2 separate regions of the Eptesicus fuscus genome follow, and region 1 is linked to region 2. Evidence: chromatin contacts called from public Hi-C data. All regions are on one chromosome and are shown on one strand. The core of a region is the stretch at or near the end of the contact, and the rest is flanking DNA. Distances in the headings are between cores, read along the strand shown.

Region 1 (3,163 bases), core at 646-3,145, 210 kb before region 2:
ATTCTTCCATCCTCCTTTTTCCTTTCATAACCTGTTTGCTGTCACTTAGTGTTGTTCATATACCTACTGCAGCAACACACCCTAATTTGTTCATGCTTGGCCATAAACTTAAATCCTATCCTCCAACTTCTTATTATGAGAAAATTTGACATTTGAGAGTAAATTGGTTTAAGCGAAGTACTCTCCTTTCCTGACCTGCAACACTTTTTATTTTGCTTATATTCTGGTTACCAGGCATATTCCAAACAGATCAAGTTTATCCTTTACTGTATTCAAGTCAAATATTATTGTACTAGAGGTCTGATGCATGAAATGTGTGCAAGAGTAGGCCTTCCTTCCCCCAGCTGCTGGCACTGGCTTCCCTCTGGCACCCGGGACCCAGGCTTCCCTCCAGCCGCCAGCCGGCACCCAGGCCCTAGGCTTCCCTCACAGCCCCGGCTTCATCTGGAAGGTTGTCCGAAAGGACGTCTAGTCTAATTAGCATATTACACTTTTATTATTATAGTTTGTATAGCAGTACATTTGTATAAATGGCACTCTATATAAGGGTATCTTCCTTTTAATGTAAAACCAAGTCTTATGCTACCATTAATGCTTAATTACTACTAATATGAACATGCTTTCATGTTTCATGAAACTAAGAAGCTCAGTATAGAAACGAGAAATAAATAGCAAACCCTAACATAATATGCTACTGATAGCTTATTTTTGGTTGGTGCCTTCTATCTCAAGATTTGACAGTTTTACTCAAAATCATTTTGTATTTAATGAAAGTGGATCCCAGTAATTTCTTTCAATTAAAAACCTTAGTAGAGGGCTACCAGTAAAAGAATATTTTCTCGGAAAAGTTAACATCACATGTTGGAAAAATACTTTATTTTCTAGTTGATATCCATTATGTGCTTTACATGGTATAGAGAAAAGTTATTTTTCTTTCTCAAGTCCAGTAGAGAGAAGGAAAACATGTTTAATGATGTGATCGCTTTCAAGTCCTCTAGAGACTGTGGACAGCTGGCACTACAAAACATGAACACTCTGAGAATAGTATTAATTTTTCTCACTTTAAAAAAAGACACTTAATATTGCTGGGTCTCAGCTTTCCATTTTGTAAAACTCCAGTGCTGAAATCAGGTATCTGATTTCCTTTCAGCATTAACCCCTGAAGTAACTCGTTTCTTTGGATTATCATTATCACCACTTAAATGCAGAGGATCCTGTTTGTAGATGGGGCCAACGGGGTGTTTTAAACCTCAAACACTTAAAAACCAGTTCAGCCTGAAACTAATTCAAAACAAGGCCCAACTCCTTCCTACTCTGCCTGTAGGTCCTCAGTTAAATGGGGCGGAGGAGGGGAATGTCCAAGTTGCCTAGGCCGAACAAATAAATAGAAACCCAGAGCTGGAAAGGACCAGAAGGATTAGAGGTAGCCTATCCCCCCTTACACAGCTCTTGGTGACCCAGAGAGGGTAAGCAACCAGGCTCGGGTCACACAGCAAGCAGGAGCGGAGCGTCTCCCCAACACGCCCTGCGGTGCTGGGATTACCAACTACTTCAAGGGCCCTGGCTCCGCAGACCAGGGGCCCCAGCGCTCCTGCACCCTCTGACGCCGGGCGCCGAGAGCCGGCGGCTCCCCCCGGGAGGCCCCGCGAGGTCACGGGGAGTCGGGACCTACTCGGTGGCCTGCACAAAGTTGCAAGCGTCCGCCCGGCACACGTAGAAGCTCTTCCCTTTATTCGGGCCATCGCGAACGCCGGTCTTCAGAAAGCAGGAAGTCCCTGAGGAGAGAAGGTCGACAACAATTACGCCATGATAGATGGACCGACCCCGGGGGGGCCCTAGGACCCTGGCCCCTCACCATGCTCTGGACACCTAACTAATTCCATCACGTTCTTTCCGGCCTCTCCCACGAAGTCCCGCCCCAACACCTGCTTCCGCTTTTCAGTCGGTCCTCCAGAACCAATCATCAGTCTTAAATCCCCCCCCATAATTCCCGCCGTGGCATTAGCCCCACCCTCTCGCTATTACCAGCCAATCATACTGGAGATTGGCTCACCTCCAACCAATCATAGCTACACCAAGACTTGGCGCGCGCAGAAATCAAATCTGAGGCTGAGGCGCGAGGGCGGGGCATTTGGCTGGGGGGCGTGGCTAAGGCTGGAGGGTGGTTTAGACTAGAGGTCGGGTGGCGAGTTTCGCTTGCCAGGAACACGGGGAGCTACGGGCTGGACTGAGACCGGGGCGACTCGGGTTTCCATTTGAGACCCTAGGGGGCGGCCCTAGAGGAAACACGGGTTTACAAACTGCAGGGAGGAGCGCTGCGAAGAAGGCTCGCTCCTCCCGATGGCCGAGAACGCCGCGAGCTTCCCGGGTCTCCCGGGGCCTGGGCCTGGCGCTCATGGGCGCTCTGTCGCGGTGCTCGGTCACGGTCCCTGTGGAGGACAGGCCTGGAGGCGCGGCCACCGCAGGAGGAGCCGTAGAACTTGTGGTGCTGGAGCGGCGGGGGCAAGATGGGGTGCGGGTGAGAGGTGATCGGGGGCGTCCTTTACAGCTGCGTGGTGAACTGACAGGTCTGCCCCAGGACAGGCATAAAGAACCCCACAAAGGTCTTTTAAATTTGTGTAGCGCTTAAGACCCCACAGAGTGCCTACACACGCATGTCTCTCTAGACTCTACAACCTGGAGAGATGGGCAGCATTTTATGGAGGGACCCCCGAGACTCATAGGGGTTAAAGTGACTCCCCCAAGGTCATAGAATCAGCGAATTACGGGCAGGTGCCCCCTGTGTGTACAGAATGTTCTCTAGACGCTGGTAGTGTAGGGGTGAAGGGGAACTTGACTTTGTACTTACTGTCAAACTTTTTTCTACCAGTGTGCTCTGATAATATTAAAAATCGAGGGTGAAATTAAATGAAAGGGGACTGTATTTGAAATCGCAGTCCAAGTTATCCATTAAAAAGGGAGGAATAGCCCTAGCCGGTTTGGCTCAGTGGATAGAGCCTCGGCCTGCTGACTGAAGAGTCCCAGGTTTGATTCCCGTCAACGGTCAAGGGCGCATGCTCCATCCCAGTAGGGGGTGTACAGGAGGCATCCGATGGATGATTCTCTCATCATTGATGTTTCTGTCTCCCTCTCCTTTGCTCTCTGAAATCAATTTAAAAAATCT
Region 2 (3,383 bases), core at 792-3,291:
GACAATGTCTGGAATCGTTGGAGAGGGGTGGCTGCCAGGTCCACACACTGAGGACAGGACTGGAAGGTGGCCCTGCAGGAGGAGGGGCCTTGCCCCGGGTGACATTTCCTGTGTGAAGTACAGAAGTGTTATTTGCTCAGAGTGGTTGCCTGGTGCTCATGCTGAGGTTCCTGTCTTCCTCTCAAGGCCAAGTGCAGCTTCCTCTTCCCACTTTGATGTTTTTTGTATGTGTTTTAATCCTCACCTGAGGATATTTTTCCATTGATTTTTATTCCCCCCCCCCCCCAAACCCCACTCCCCCATTGATTTTTAGAGACAGTGGAAGGGAGGGGAGAGACACAGAGAGAGAAACGTCAGTTGGTTGCCTCCCACACAAGCCCTGACCAGGGCTGGGGAGCGAACCTGCAACTGAAACACATGCTCTTTGACTGGAATCAAACCTGAGACCCTTCGGTCCACTGACCGACGCTCTGTCCACTGAGCTGAACCTGCTAGGACCCTCTTCTCACTTCTTATCACCCCCTTTCAAGCGGCTCCTGGACGTTCAACTGCATGTCATTTCAGTCCCACTTTCTCTTCCCTCTGTCCCACACCCATGCCTTCCTGCCTAGGCTTTCTCCACATATGACTCTCCATATACTCACCCTTCCTCACTTGACAGGCATCCTTTAGTCCAGGCCAGAGAGTGTCAGCCTTTACTGCTGATCACAGTCACCTGACAACCTTTAGACCCTGCTGATGCCCAGGTCCCACGCTAAAATATTCTGACTTAATTGTCAGGATGGAACCAGGGCACTGGCAACTTTTAATAGCCTCTCGGTTGATTCTAACGTGCAGGCAGGGTTAAGAATCACAACCCAGCCCCTCTTCCCTTCACTGGGATACAGCAGCAGCCTCCTGGCCAGTCTTCTTGCTACCATCTTCAGTATGCACTCTGCCCTCCCGGCCATTCACAGACACACGGAGCCACACCTGCGCGTTTTCTACAGAGGCCGGCAGAACCCATTTGGACCACTCTGATGCGGAGTGGGTCAGAAATCAGGGCTCTTCATCCTTAAATGCATCCTTCCCAGGCCTTTCCTGCCATACAGCTACTCCTTCAGGGCATCCTGGCTGGAAATTGTCTTTGTTGGAAGACCCACTGCTCTCCAGTGAGCCTCACCTTCCCTGCTCCCACCTAGCTTGCCCTTCATCATCCACCTGGAATGCCTGCCTATTCTTTCGCCACTGCCTGCTCCCTCCTCCTGATTAATGCCACCTTAATCCGGGTTCTTTGCTCAGCCCCACGTTCCCATATAACCACTGGAGAGACAGACAGTTCCAGGCAGGCAGACTGTGAATCAGCTGTGTATTTCCACATGTGGATTCCATCTCCCACAGCTCGGAGCCTCCCCTGAGGCAGGAGGGATGCCTCAGTTTTCCCTTGGGCTCCTCCAAGGCTGAGGCAGGGCTGGGAGATATTTGATAAATGCTATTCCCCAACTTGCTAAATAGCACCCATATTGAGACGGAGGAATTTAGGGAACAAAGACTTACCTAGAATCTTCAGAGCAAATGTTTGCGTCAATATGTTGTGTCCATCCGAATTATATAGGTTTACCTCGTAGCTGTCACTATCATTTCTTTGCAGATGTTTAATTTTCAGAGTTCCATTTTCAAATACTTGGTATTTTTCCTTATTCTCGTTAGTAATCATGCCATTTATACATCGTATAATCCTCCTTCCGTCTTTTTTCCATGCTATGTCATGTAGTATATTGTCCTTCTTTGGAGGATCAGGAATGATCACGATGTCATGGTGCAGGATACCCAGGACCTCGCTAGCTGGAGGAGCTACACCTATAAAAAGCAAGACAGTCTCTGAGGCCTTGAGACTCACTGCCAGGCACAGCTGGCTGTGACCTCTCGGACTCTGCACTCACTTCAGAGCCTCCAAAGAAGCTTGGAACGGTGGCAGTGGAGACCCGCACACCAACTTACCTTTGGTAGAAGGGATGAAAATCAGGAGGAAGCTGGCTAAGATCTTACATGCGAAGTTCATCTTGGGGGTTAGTTTCCTTATTGTGATTCTGAGCTTTAGCACAAGGAAGTAAAGTAAGACTGGAAGAACCCACCCCTGTGAGCTTAACCACGTGCCTCTCTTTTTTGCTTCTTTTACAGTAGCAGAGAGAGTGCGTGTACACACACACACACACACACACACACACACACACACACACACACACACTCACACACAGAGCAAACCAACGCTGCGGATGTGCTCCTTTGCCGAAGAAGGCATACTGAGGAGTGTGTGTTTTCTTCTCACTTTTTAATTCTCACCAGCACCTTGGGGAGTTTTATCCCCCATTGAAGAGACAGAAACTGAGAGGCTAAGTGAATCACTCAGCATCATCCCTTAGTTAACAGGGACCCCAATTCTACCAGGTAGCCCACCTCCTAATCATGCTGCTAAAATGTCTCTGACAAGACCACATGGAAATGTAGGTAGATGTTCAAAAGTGAATAGCAGCATATAACTATTTATCCTATGGTTATTAATACTAGGAAATGAAGACGTATGAGATAATTATAAAAGTGGATTTCTTTTTTCAAAAGGTGTTCTTGAGGTTCTAAAACTGTATTATGATAAAAGGAAACAAATATAAATTGAGTCTCAGCTCTAAATGTTTGAAATATCCAAATCTTATGTTCAGCATACATTTGTGTAACTCTATTAAAAATTCACAGTTAGGCAAATAAAAATGTGTTCCAAAACAAACAAAAATGCATAGAGACTATGAAATACTATTAAGCAACCAGGACAAATCATTAAAAAAACATTTAAGGTGGGTAACACTATTGATGGTGAGAGAAAGGAACCGATGAGGAGAGAAGGAGAAGGGAGGGCGGACTTGGAAGGAGAAAGGAAAAGGAAACTGGTGATGCAGGCAGAGTAGCAGAGTGTTGGGTACAGTGATGGGTGCACAGAGAGGTCTAGTCCCAGAAAAGGGGACACCCAAAGGCAGCGCCCCAAAATCAGTTTCCAGTGTTATGCTTCTGTAAGAGAGAGGGAGTAACAATCTTAAACACTGGGCTTGTTTTCTGTTTCAACTTTACGTACAGATACAGATATTATCTCCAAAACGTGGCCCAGGAAATGAAATTAAGCCAAGCAATGGATCTCAGCCACTGGGTCATAGGAAGCCTGAATAGAATGTTGGGCTCATGATTGTGTGACAAATCCCTAACTCACATCATCCACAAAAATGTGCTGTAACTGGGTTAAATATTTAGCCATTAAAACCTATAATAATATTAAAAAATATAAAAACATTTTTCACTTTTTTGAGTAGGAAAGGCCTGCCTATGTATACTATATGATCCAAGGGTAATAAGGAAAA

Evidence for each region. A called contact is a pair of places that touch in the nucleus more often than the background predicts.
Region 1: a contact with region 2 is called in a Hi-C map of muscle, with 4 times the contacts expected there. The contact joins the promoter of TTF2 here to the promoter of CD2 in region 2. A contact is called at or near these places in 2 of 2 Hi-C or Micro-C datasets (liver and muscle).

The regions. Positions count from the first base shown.
Region 1 is chr22:10,356,255-10,359,417 of DD_ASM_mEF_20220401, reverse strand. TTF2 (transcription termination factor 2) reads right to left here and starts at 1,895. Exons shown (of 23, transcript XM_008147222.3): 1 at 1,856-1,895; 2 at 1,673-1,775. The coding sequence starts at 1,883.
Region 2 is chr22:10,145,659-10,149,041 of DD_ASM_mEF_20220401, reverse strand. CD2 (CD2 molecule) reads right to left here and starts at 2,041. Exons shown (of 5, transcript XM_054712246.1): 1 at 1,981-2,041; 2 at 1,537-1,902. The coding sequence starts at 2,041.